4 separate regions of the Mus musculus genome follow, and all the other regions are linked to region 4. Evidence: chromatin contacts called from public ChIA-PET and HiChIP or PLAC-seq data. All regions are on one chromosome and are shown on one strand. The core of a region is the stretch at or near the end of the contact, and the rest is flanking DNA. Distances in the headings are between cores, read along the strand shown.

Region 1 (2,808 bases), core at 211-2,710, 440 kb after region 4:
GCAGCCAGTGCTCTTATCTGCTGAGCCATCTCTCCAGCCCTGCATTTGTGATTCTTTTTTTTTTTTTTTTGGTTTTTCGAGACAGGGTTTCTCTGTGTAGCCCTGGCTGTCCTGGAACTCACTTTGTAGACCAGGCTGGCCTCGAAATCCGCCTACCTCTGCCTCCCGAGTGCTGGGATTAAAGGCGTGCGCCACCACACCTGGCCTGCATTTGTGATTCTTAAGGAGTTTTCTGTCTCTGGGTATCTCCTGCGTCTCCCTCCTTGCTCTGTAGACACGTCACTCTGAGTGCTGTGCTGAGTCTCTGCCCTCTTTTACTCTGTTGATGTGCTAAAGCACTGACCAGAGCAACGTGGGGAGGAAAAGGGTTAACCTGCTTACAGGTTACAGTCTGTCACTGAGGGAGGTCAGAGCAGGGGCTCAGAGCAGGAACCTGGACGGGGGACTGAAGCAGAGGCCATGGAAGAACACTGTCACTGGTTTGCTCCGTCTGCGTTCTTATATAACCTGGGCCCACCTGCCCGTCATCAATTAGCCATCAAGAAGAAAGTGTCTCCAAAGATGTGCCCACAGGCCATTCTAACAGAAGCCATCTCTTGTTTGAAGCTTCTTCTCGCCCCCTCCCCATGTGTCTGGGAAGCTAACATGGGTGTCTGTTCCGCGTCACTCCATTTAAGTGGCTGTGTCTGCAGTACTTTGCACACTGTGTCTGAGATTTGTACGTGACTGAGGCATCACTCTTCCGTGCCCCAATAGTAGTTCCTGTTGTTCACACAGTGTTCCCATCTGCCTGTCCCAGATGTTGCTCCCTTAGGTGTTTCTGGTAGGTGGTATTAGTGTGTGTCCCAGTGTCCTGTCACAGAATGGTGAATACTGACAGATTATTTTCCAGGGTGCTCTGTGCCTGTTCCTTTGTAACAGTGCTGTCTTTATCTTCCAGGTGCCCCAAATCAGGTGGCGACAAGAGCAGAGCTCCTACTCTGTGCCTCGTGTGTGGGAGTCTCCTCTGCTCTCAGAGTTACTGCTGCCAAGCTGAGCTGGAGGGTGAGGACGTCGGAGCCTGCACAGCACACACCTACTCCTGCGGCTCCGGGGCCGGCATCTTCCTGAGGTAAGGCCCTCGGCTGGCCGTGTTCACCTGAGCACTTCGGGGACTTTCGAAGCCACTGTGCCACTGTGTGCAGACTACAAAGAGCCAGGGCTCTCACATTTCCCGTATGGCTGGTGACAGCTCCCAACTGACAGCTTAGCTCCCCTTTGTGCCTCCTTAAATGTGGGGCGATCCCTGTCCCTCGTTTCCTCCCCAAATTCAGGTAAAGAATTCCCCCGTCAGGAACTGCAGAGACGGAGCACAAGAGCACCTGTATTCAGGTCCCAGCATTTGGGTCAGCAGTGCAGCTCACGACTGCCTGTAGCTCTGGTGCTAGGGGATCTGCTGCCCTCTGCTGGCCTCTGTGGACTCACACACTTACACATAAAGCATAAATTTGTAAATCTTTAGAGCCCAGCATCATCTTTGCCTCTGTGGTGCTCTTAGGTTTTCTCTGAGGAGGCACGGGTTGCCACTGGGTCCTGTACTCAGATAAAAATACTTAGTAACTGTTGTATGTCATTTTTTAAACGAGTAATTTTCTCATAATTGTGGGGAAAAGATGAGCTGTCTTTCCCCACACTTAGCTGTTTTAAATTCTGCTTGGAGCCCTGGGTTCTCGACACAGTCACTGTCTGAATTTGCAGCACGTCATTGCCAGGTACATTCCCGCCGCATGGCTCCACTGAACACTTGTGTAAAGAGTCCCTTGTTCTCCTGAATTGGCACCTCGGAGGCTTACCTCCTCCGTCTGCTAACCTAGGCCTAGGCCTGGGGACTTCCAGACTGCACACAGGCCAATCTAGGCCGACAGTGTTTCCAGCCTCTGAGACTTTGTGCTGAATAAGCTCACCCTTCCTGGTTCTTTCTGAGCTCTGACTGGCTGTGACTCACACCCCTCTCCATGCTGACTGAGTCAGACTGACTTCTGAGTTGCTCTGTTTGGCCTCATGCTACCTTTGCAAGCTCCTCTGATCTTCTGGCTCCTTCTCATTCTCTGACTCATTCTGTCTTCACCGTGTCTGCTTGGTCTCTCTTCAGCCTGTCTCTGTAAAACCCTCCCGGTAAATCTGCCTTCTCTCTTCCCTCTGGCTCTGCGCTGCTCTCTCAAGTAGCTTCCTCTTCCTCAAGAGAGTGAGGCACATCCTATTCTGTCAGATCTTTCTCTGATTCATAATTCTGTCTGCCACTCCATTAGACGTCACTTCCAAACATGGCTGTGTCCTTCCACAAACTATGGATTTAAAGGTATGTCCTAAAGGCAAGTCTGTATTCCAGCAGAGGGATTAAAACCGAGCCGTACCACAACTAGAAACAGTTTTTTCCATAAGTAACACAGTCTCAGGGTTCACAGTGTGATCAAGTCCCCTGCACCAGACTTGGGCGGATACCTTGCTACTCGCAGGTATCTCTGTTACAGCTGCTCTCGTCTCCTGACCTGGCCTTTTGTGCATGTGTTTCCTTACATAAGCCTTTTCTCTGAGTTGAATCAACATCATGTTACTTACATAAATGTACAAAGATGAATGCTCTCTCCACAGAGTGCGGGAATGTCAGGTGCTATTTTTAGCTGGCAAAACCAAAGGATGTTTTTATTCTCCTCCTTACCTTGACGACTATGGAGAGACCGACCAGGGACTCAGGTAAGGACCCGGCCTGGGGTTAGGAAGATGAGCCTCGTGGAGAGCATGATAAGCAGGGAGGTCCTGAAGTCAGCT
Region 2 (2,903 bases), core at 179-2,678, 310 kb after region 4:
GCTCTTGTGAGTGGATGTGTGTGCTGAATTGTCCTCTAGGGAACCCTGGTGTGCTAGAATCGTGAAGAAAAGTTGGATTAGGCACTGGGGAGTTGGTTCGCTCTGGAAAGTGTATGCCATGCAGGCATGAGGACCAGAGTTCGGATTCTCGTCACAAACATAAAAACCAAGGCTCTGGTATAGCTCCAGGCTCTCAGGGATTGGGCAGAGACAGGAGGATCCCTGGGGCTCCCTGGCCAGCCAGGCTAGCCAGGGAGCCCCAGGTTCATTTAAAGATTCTGTCTGAAAGAATAATAAGGTAAGAGGCTGGTGGGATGGGTCAGTGTATAAGGGTGTTCATCACCAACTGGGATAATATGAGTTGAATCTCTGAAGCCCAATGGGGGAATCTCTTCTGGCCTCCTAGTGCACTGTGGCATGCAAGGTCTACAAACATGTATGTATGTATGTATGTATGTATGTATGTATGTATGTATGTATGTTTGCACCTGTGCTCTCTCTCTCTCTTTCTGTCTCTCTCTCTCTCTCACACACACACACACACACACCCCAAATAAATGAATAAATAAGCATTTAAAATTTTTTAAGGGCCGGTGAGATGGCTCAGTGGGTAAGAGCCCCCGACTGCTCTTCTGAAGGTCCAAAGTTCAAATCCCAGCAACCACATGGTGGCTCACAACCATCCATAATGAGATCTGACTCCCTCTTCTGGTGTGTCTGAAGACAGCTACAGTGTACTTACATATAATAAAAATAAATCTTAAAAAAATTTTTTTTAAGGTGGAGAAGCAATTGAAGAGGGTACCTGACACCTGCCTCTGGCCTACACATGGGCACTCTGTGCGCACAAGAATGTCTCTCCGCACATACACAAGTGCATGTGAAATGAAAGGAGTCTGCTTTAGCAGAGGAGTGGAGGTACTTGACAAGACTGAAGAACTGGAAGGACCGGTATGGACCGGGATTCCAGATTTCAGGAATCAGAGAGGCACTGTAGGGCAGAGACCCAGCCCCCAGCCTGGCAAGATAGAGTCCTGGTACCACGGGCTTGGGAACCAGAATCAGGTTTCAAGCAGAAAATCTCCTTAGGGACTAAGGCTCAGGGTATCGCTCGGCTCTGGAGTTTCCAAGAGTGAACAATTAGGAATGGAGAGATGCACTAAGAGGCTCTGTCCTAAAGCCTCAAAGAGGGCTACCAAGATGGTTCTGTGGATAAAGGTGCTTGCTACCAAGCCTGACAACCTGAGTTCGATTCTGAGGACCCACAGAGTGGAAAAGAAAGAACCGGCTCCCTCAAGTTGTCCTATGACCGCCACATTCATGGACGCATAAATAAATAATAAATAAATAAGGCATTCATGAGACCATGTGAAAAATCACACACAGCCAGCCTGGTTCTCCTTTCCTTAAGCTGCCTGCCTGCCAGTGCTAATTTTAGTGTCAGGGCAGTCTAGAGAAGCGGCTCCCACCGGTTCCTGCCAGTTCAGACTGCGCATTGTTCTTTCGTTTCCTGAAATATCTAACTTTGCATTTCTTTAAAAAAAAATACTACCCCCAATATGCATTGGGATAAAATTAGATCATGAAGAAAAATGTAACGACGAAAGCAAAAGTTCCTGCAATTGCTCTCGATTTAACTGGCTGTTGACGTTTCTGTGTTCTGTCCCGCTCATAGGGAGCCACTGACTTTGTCTCTGGAAGTTCAACTGTGTGTGATTTCTTTTGGGAAGGGTGAGGTATAAGGGTTCCACAGTACTAGCCAACCAGACTGGCATGGCATCTGAGATCGTCCCAGCTCAGCCTTCCAAACGCTGGCATTCTGGCGTGCATCACCACATTCGACTCCAAATGTCATTTTTGGATGGTGGGCGGGGTGGGGTGGGGGTTGTTTGTTTGTTTGATTGCTTGTTTGTTTGTTTGTTTGTTTGTGTGATTGTTTCATTTTGTCTTGAAACAGGATCTCAAAGTGATACAGTCTGGCCTCAAACTCACTATGCAACTAATCGGCCTTAACTCTCTTCCGGTCTGTCTCTCAAGCTAGGGTTACAAACATGTGACATTATGCCTGGCTTGCTAAATGCCTTTTCTAACTGAGTTGGTTGGTTGGTTGGTTAGTTAGTTGGTTTGTTAGTTAGTTGGTTAGTTAGTTGGTTAGTTACATACTTATTTAGTTAGTTGAAACACAGTCTCCTATAGGTCTGCCTGCCCTCAAACTTGCACAGTAGCTGAAGTTAACCTTGAACTCCTCATCCTTCTGTCTCCACCTCTCAAGTTCTGGAAGCCTGCATCACCCTACCCCACCTTAATATATTGTTTTAACATAACATTTGCTGAAAACTTTTTCCGCCTCAATAAATAGTATCTATATCAGCATCAGATGCCAGCTCACCAGAACCTAGTCTTATCTGGGAGATGGAATTCTGGCCATGCCTGTCAAGGGCGGGCTTGATTGAGTTAATGTGAGAAGACTCTTCCTAACCATGGGTGGGAGTGTTCCCTAGGCAGCGGATCCTGGACTACACAGAGCGGAGAACAGTGAGCTAAGTCGTGGCCAGCATACACACACACTGCTTCTCCGCTGTGCATGGGATGCAGCCAGCTCCTCCGAGCTCCAGGTGCCTTGGCTTCCCCCACTCCTCCTGCTCCATGGCAGTCTGTAACTTGAGCTGTGAGTCTGAGTAAACCTTTCTCCCTTAAGTTGCTTTTGTTAGAGTATTTAACAACAGCAACAGGAAAAGAAGCTAAGATACATACTGTTTCCTTAAACTGACAGTCAAAATAAGGGTACAACAGTCCCTCTAGGGTTCACTGGGTTCTGAGTTATGAACTTGCCTTAGCCCTCCCTTCAATAAATATAACTGAAAGGACAGTGTCTACATCTATTCTTTTGAAGATTTATTATT
Region 3 (2,775 bases), core at 186-2,685, 400 kb after region 4:
ACACAGGAAGGCACACACTTGTGCTTACACAAACCCATGCTTTTTTCTTGCAGTGGGGAAATGATCAGGAAGCCATACCCATCAGAGCTTATTTACCTAATATAATTAATTATCGTTTTAGATCTATTACTACCATAATGTGAAATGCAGGCGAGAGATGTTCGACAAGGACATAGTGATGCTTCAGGTAATGAGTTAAAAACCCTGACTTCAGGGCTGTGGGGAGGCCTGGTCTTGTTTTACTGAGTCAGTCACCTAACACTCACTTGCAGATCTCTGAATCCTACCTGCTCTGTCTACTAACACTCCCCACTCAAGGCCAACAGCCTGCAGAATGCTTCCCCCAGTCTCCAGATCAGGGTCAGACTCAGCATGCCAGATGCAGCTGCTACAGTCAGACAGACAGCTGGCTAGACAGACAGACAGACAGCTCAGTGCTTAAGAGCTTTGCTGCTCATAAAGGAGCCGAGTTCTTTTTCCAGCACCACAGCAGGCAGCCACAACCACGGGGACTCCAGCTCCTTTCTGGTCTCTGTAGGCACAGCACTCATGTGGCAGACACTGGCACGCATAACCGTAAATTCTAAAAAATAAACAGACTGGCTTGGTGGTGCACGCAGAGACAGGCAGATCTCTGAGTTCGAAGGCAGTGTGCTTACATAGTGAGACCCTGACTCAACAGACTTAATAGCAGCAGCAGCACCAAAAGATAGGTGCTATGGATATGGTCCAGCACTGGCTGCTCTTCCAGAGAACTCTACTTCAGTTCCTAGCTGTTGAGTCCAGTTTGATTTAGAACTTTTAAAAATGGCATTAAGAGAAAAGAAGCTATCGTTTTATGTAATGGAGTGCTTACCACAAAAGGGTCTCAGTAACAGAATACGTATGTACATACTAGGGGCTTAATTGATATTCCTCTCAGTTCCTAGTAGGCAGTGAACTCTGATAGGAAACTGCAGCGAAATTCATAGCCGTGTCCTTCAGTGGACTGAGACAGGAAAGGAGCCGAACTGCCTGTGTGGTTCTCCTGGGGTTCAGTTTTAAGGGAGGTTTCTTTGTGTGGATTGTTTGACCTGCTTAGATTCCTGTCCCCTCTTGGCAGCCACATGATATAGGGTGTGGCTAAGTAGGTGTCCATTTTTTCTTCAAATTGGTGGTCAAATAAGCTGTTTTCTTGTGCAACCTTAAACATCTCTCACTAACACTGAGTGTCCCTTCTGACCTTCCTCTTCTCCTTTGTCTCAAACAAACAAAAAAGACAGGTGTCTCCATGATGGACCCAAACCACTTCCTGATGATCATGCTCAGCCGCTTTGAACTCTATCAGCTCTTCAGCACGCCTGACTATGGGAAGAGATTCAGTTCTGAGGTTACCCATAAGGTAAGAGCCTGTGTCACAACGCCCACGTGTCCTGTATGTGTGAGGGACAGCAGTGGGCGTGTTCTCACCTCTGCACTTGCCCCTCCTCCCACAGGACGTCGTTCAGCAGAACAACACTCTGATCGAAGAGATGCTCTACCTCATCATCATGCTTGTGGGTGAGTGCACACCGCCTTGATGTGGGCCTGGCGATGGCAGCAGGGCGCTGAGCTTGCTCGATCAGTCATGGGAAGAGAACGGGCACACAGCCCTTCACACACACACACCCCAGAAAGAGGAAGGGGTGCAATGGCCGAAACAGATGAACTGAAAGGCTGTATTTGGGCCAAGGGTGGAGGGAGACTGGCACAGCTTGGGAACACATTGTGAGCAGAGAGTTGCTAGGACTAAAATCTTCGCTTTGTTTCTTCTCTCTTGGTTCTTGGTTTAAATGTCTTCTTGACTCCAAAGACAGCAACCACAGGTTAATGAAGACCAGTGACTCAGAGACGTCTGTTTATTACCTACGTCTCCTGTTCGCTTGGCCCTGCTTTCCCAGTTCTTTGATCCCTTCTGCTCTGTCATTCCCCCACTGTTCAGACCTTCTGTGGCCGTAAAGTAGCCAATCCAGTGGGCAGAGGTGGCCCTAATGAAGAGGGTCTCAGAGTGATACCAGCCTGTCCTAGACAGAAGCACAGAGGAGGAAAGGGTGTGACTTCCACTGGTCCCGTCGTACTTCTGGTCCTTCTCCAAAGCAGCCATGAAACCTTAAGTCGGTGCATCAGACTCAGTATAAACGGGAACTGCTATTGCCTTCCAAACCAGCCTTTATTTTCCCACAGAGTGACCCAGACAGAGGATGGATTCTGTTGCAAGAACTGGAAATCTGTACACATAAGTACATGGGTCCATTAAATGTGTGCATCTACCTTTCATTTTGGACAGGAGAAAGATTCAACCCTGGGGTTGGACAGGTGGCTGCCACAGATGAAATCAAGAGGGAGATTATCCATCAGTTGAGCATCAAGCCTATGGCTCACAGTGAGCTGGTGAAGTCTCTGCCTGAAGATGTAAGTGTCCACAGTTAAGAAACCCGGAAGCTGCTCCTCCCCAGCAGTGTGTGCACTTCCCCCCTGGGTGCAAGCTACAGTTCTAAGATGGCTATTCCATCTGGAAAGGAGAACACTGGGAACAGTGACTAGGGAGCAGAGCTGAGCTAGAGAGAACTCTGAAGAATGTGGTGCTTAGAGCTAAGTGGTTTTGTCCACAGAGCAGGGGCATATTAGGGTCTGTCTGACCCCAAGGAGTGCAGGTGACGCTTTCACCTGAGGGAGGAGGTATCCACTCGAACTTGAGTAAACACACATTCTCAGGGCTTTTTCCTTACTCCAGTGCAGAAGAGTCTCTTGGTTGGT
Region 4 (2,700 bases), core at 177-2,676:
TCCAGAGCTGCGTGGGTTGTACCATCTAGTAAAAGATGGTATGCGAAAACTAACGAGAGAAAAGCTGCCTTTGCTGGAAGGCTGCGTCCCAGGCTTACTCTTCTTCAAATTTGCTTCTGCTTTGGAAAGCAGGCTTTCTAAAGTGTTAACTAACCTGGGACGATATCGAGGCTGGAGTGATGGCTCGGCAACCCTAGCAGACCACTCGAGTCCCACAGAAGGCTACAAATGGGCTTCAGTGGCAGAACCCTTGTCTGGTGTAAGCAAGGCCCTGGGTTCAATCTCTAGTATGAAAAACAAACTTTTTGGAATCTTTGATCCTTTTTTTTTTCGAGACAGGGTTTCTCTGTGTAGCCCCGGCTGTCCTGGAACTCACTTTGTAGACCAGGCTGGCCTTGAACTCAGAAATCCGCCTGCCTCTGCCTCCCGAGTGCTGGGATTAAAGGCGTGCGCCTCTTGCTTTGGCCTCTCAAGGGCTGGTATTACAGGTGTGGGCCACCACCTCTGGGTTACATGCTGCTGTGGGGCCGACAGGGCCAGCTTTAGGCATTAGGCCCTTGAGCAACCGAGCCACAGTGTCAGCTCTTCCTTTTTTAAAGAATTCGTTTATTTTGGGACAGGGCCTCAATATGCAAGCCAGGTTTTACAAGTAATGCTATTTCAGGGTCAGCCATCTGACCCAGTTCTGAGCATTATTTTCAAAACTACTAAATGACCATTGAGAAGAGTCACAAAAGTTTCAAGACCAAAGTTCTTGAGAACAGCCTGGTTTTTTTGTTTTTAATTTAAATTATTTTTGTGATAGGATCTCAATACATAACCTGGCTGTCTTCGAACCCAGAAGTTCGTCCGCCTGCCTCCTTTCCCCAGTGCTGTGATTCATGCCATGCGAACTCCAGGCAAGTTTTCCTTTTTCAAAGACCCTCTCGAGGGAGATCTGACCCATTCCCCTGACCTGGGAGCTCTCGGGTCACCTCCTCAGCCGTGGAGGCGAGCAGGGCGTCCCAGTGGGGCTGCACCGGGGCTTTATGTGACCCAGCGTTTGCTGGCTCGGTTCCTAAGAATCCGAGACCAGCGTTGTCTTCTCTGAGCTCACGGTTTCCATGGCCCTCTCTACCGTGGAGGGAGGGCTCTGAACGCGTTTTCCTCATCCTTCCTGCTCTGACGTCTTACGGTTCTCGCTCCCGTCTTGCCAATTTATGTAGGGTCCCTCGAGAGAAAAACCTGCCCTTTTCTTGTCACTTTCTAATAACTTCCTCCAACGGAGGATGACTCCGTACGGGTCGGGCAGAGGGTGGCAGCGAGACTCGACGATGACGGCGCCGTCGGCAGCCGGGACCCCACGCCCACCCCTTTACCTGCTGCAGGCGCCGGCACAGAGCCACACACGCTGCGCGCGCCGCCATCTTGGTGCCCTGATCGCCCAGGACCGCTTCCGGGGTCACAGCATTGTTCGCGAACCATAGAGTTCGAAAAGGAAAGAGTGTCTCCTGTGTTCCGACACTGAAACAACCATAGAGACGGTGCTCCTTGAATTTTTTTAAAATTATATTTTAAATTTTCTATTTTCTTATTTATTTACTTATTTATTATTCACTCATTCATTTAAGGTTTTGAGTGGATGCGTCGCTTCCGCCGTCTGGATAAACTCCCAGGTTCTATCTATACGCTGTCTATCCTAAGATCCTATTTGTCTTGGGTGGTTCTGTTTGCTTAGAGACAAACACAACAGAAATACTTGGGAAGGAAGTTGCTGCTGCTACTGAGTCCAAATTCTAACATTTTACCTTATTGCAAAAGGCGTTTCATTCTTAAACTTTGTTCACACCATCGGAATGCCAGGCTTGTTAATGGATTTTTCTAAATTGTGTTTTTCAAAATGCCTTCCCATGCAATTTAGCATAATGGAAGCTCCACACTTAGGCGCTCTGGTTTCTATTTAGGTGGGTGACTTGATCAAATTTCTTCCGTACTTTGAACCCCCTTTTTTTTTTTTTTTTTCTTTCACTTGCCAAGTAGAGATGAGAACAAATCATACTTGCAGTAGAGGATTAAATGAGATTAAAATGCTACATGATAAATGTCATCCTGAATTTGTGACATCTCTTCTACATCCTGGGCCTTAAGAGGTTGTTGGGAAAATGAATAAGGGTCAACTTAATGCGAATGAAACAAAGTATATGTCTTAGTAAGGGTTTCTATTGCTGCTACAAAACAACATGATCAAAAAGCAAGCTGGGGAGGAAAGGGTTTATTTGGCTTGCACTTCCAGATCACAGTCCATCACTGGAGGAAGTCAGGACAGGAACTCAAGCAGAGCTGGAATCTGGAGGCAGGAGCTGATGCAGAGGCCATGGAGGGGTCCTGCTTACTGGCTTGCTTCCCATGGCTTGCTCAATCTGCCTTCTAATAGAACCCAGAACTACCAACCCAGGAATGGCAGCACCCACAGTAGGCTGGGCCCTCCCCCACAGATCAGCAGTTGTGAAAATGCCTTACAGTTGGATCGTATGGAGATATGTCTTCAACTGAGGCTCCTTCCTCTCCAGTGACTCCAGCTTGGGTCAAGTTGACACACAAAACTAGCCAATACTATATCTCCATAAACCATCATGCCAATGTAAAGCTGGGTCTCCCACAAGCAGGCATTAATTCTTATTTGGCAGGCCAGAGAACTAAGCAAAGGGTAGAATGTCCAGA

What was found. HiChIP or PLAC-seq counts read pairs in DNA pulled down with a chosen protein or histone mark. ChIA-PET counts read pairs in DNA pulled down with a chosen protein or histone mark.
Region 1: a CTCF HiChIP or PLAC-seq map of the NIH/3T3 cell line shows a contact between it and region 4, with 9 read pairs. The contact joins the enhancer-like site here to the promoter of Mrps10 in region 4. A contact is called at or near these places in 5 of 39 promoter capture datasets (the 3T3-L1 cell line, cranial neural crest, liver and 2 more), 1 of 15 datasets of contacts at CTCF or cohesin (the NIH/3T3 cell line), 2 of 484 Hi-C or Micro-C datasets (the G1E-ER4 cell line and bone marrow-derived macrophages), 6 of 115 datasets of contacts at active chromatin or transcription factors (the NIH/3T3 cell line, bone marrow-derived macrophages, embryonic forebrain and 2 more) and 3 of 9 other capture datasets (adipose tissue, embryonic stem cells and liver).
Region 2: a contact with region 4 is called in an H3K4me3 HiChIP or PLAC-seq map of bone marrow-derived macrophages, with 6 times the contacts expected there. The contact joins the enhancer-like site here to the promoter of Mrps10 in region 4. A contact is called at or near these places in 7 of 39 promoter capture datasets (the HPC-7 cell line, cranial neural crest, embryonic stem cells and 3 more), 1 of 15 datasets of contacts at CTCF or cohesin (the NIH/3T3 cell line), 8 of 484 Hi-C or Micro-C datasets (the N1E-115 cell line, bone marrow-derived macrophages, embryonic stem cells and 4 more), 25 of 115 datasets of contacts at active chromatin or transcription factors (DN3 thymocytes, the SCID.adh cell line, T-cell acute lymphoblastic leukemia and 16 more) and 4 of 9 other capture datasets (adipose tissue, liver, macrophages and 1 more).
Region 3: an RNA polymerase II ChIA-PET map of memory CD8 T cells shows a contact between it and region 4, with 14 read pairs. The contact joins the enhancer-like site here to the promoter of Mrps10 in region 4. A contact is called at or near these places in 4 of 39 promoter capture datasets (the 3T3-L1 cell line, the C10 cell line, the HPC-7 cell line and 1 more), 1 of 15 datasets of contacts at CTCF or cohesin (the NIH/3T3 cell line), 4 of 484 Hi-C or Micro-C datasets (the AML12 cell line, bone marrow-derived macrophages, frontal cortex and 1 more), 12 of 115 datasets of contacts at active chromatin or transcription factors (the SCID.adh cell line, bone marrow-derived macrophages, differentiating embryonic stem cells and 6 more) and 3 of 9 other capture datasets (adipose tissue, embryonic stem cells and liver).

What each region holds. Positions count from the first base shown.
Region 1 is chr17:46,932,378-46,935,185 of GRCm38.p6, reverse strand. Ubr2 (ubiquitin protein ligase E3 component n-recognin 2) reads left to right here. Exons shown (of 47, transcript NM_146078.3): 45 at 941-1,111; 46 at 2,632-2,733. Among named protein-coding and RNA genes, the nearest start is that of Prph2, 23 kb to the right of the region's middle. Within about 2 kb of position 1,460, at least 97 of the 459 cell types and tissues checked have an H3K27ac peak or open chromatin away from gene starts, as enhancers often do. A contact at or near this core is called in the NIH/3T3 cell line and bone marrow-derived macrophages, where this site is marked.
Region 2 is chr17:47,053,371-47,056,273 of GRCm38.p6, reverse strand. No RefSeq gene overlaps it. Among named protein-coding and RNA genes, the nearest start is that of Ubr2, 44 kb to the right of the region's middle. Within about 2 kb of position 1,428, at least 59 of the 459 cell types and tissues checked have an H3K27ac peak or open chromatin away from gene starts, as enhancers often do. A contact at or near this core is called in adipose tissue, bone marrow-derived macrophages, granulocyte-monocyte progenitors and 1 more, where this site is marked.
Region 3 is chr17:46,965,796-46,968,570 of GRCm38.p6, reverse strand. It overlaps Ubr2 (ubiquitin protein ligase E3 component n-recognin 2), which reads left to right. Exons shown (of 47, transcript NM_146078.3): 18 at 122-187; 19 at 1,259-1,381; 20 at 1,476-1,539; 21 at 2,306-2,430. Among named protein-coding and RNA genes, the nearest start is that of Ubr2, 43 kb to the left of the region's middle. Within about 2 kb of position 1,435, at least 24 of the 459 cell types and tissues checked have an H3K27ac peak or open chromatin away from gene starts, as enhancers often do. A contact at or near this core is called in memory CD8 T cells, where this site is marked.
Region 4 is chr17:47,367,613-47,370,312 of GRCm38.p6, reverse strand. Mrps10 (mitochondrial ribosomal protein S10) reads right to left here and starts at 1,426. Exons shown (of 7, transcript NM_001146212.1): 1 at 1,359-1,426. The coding sequence starts at 1,406.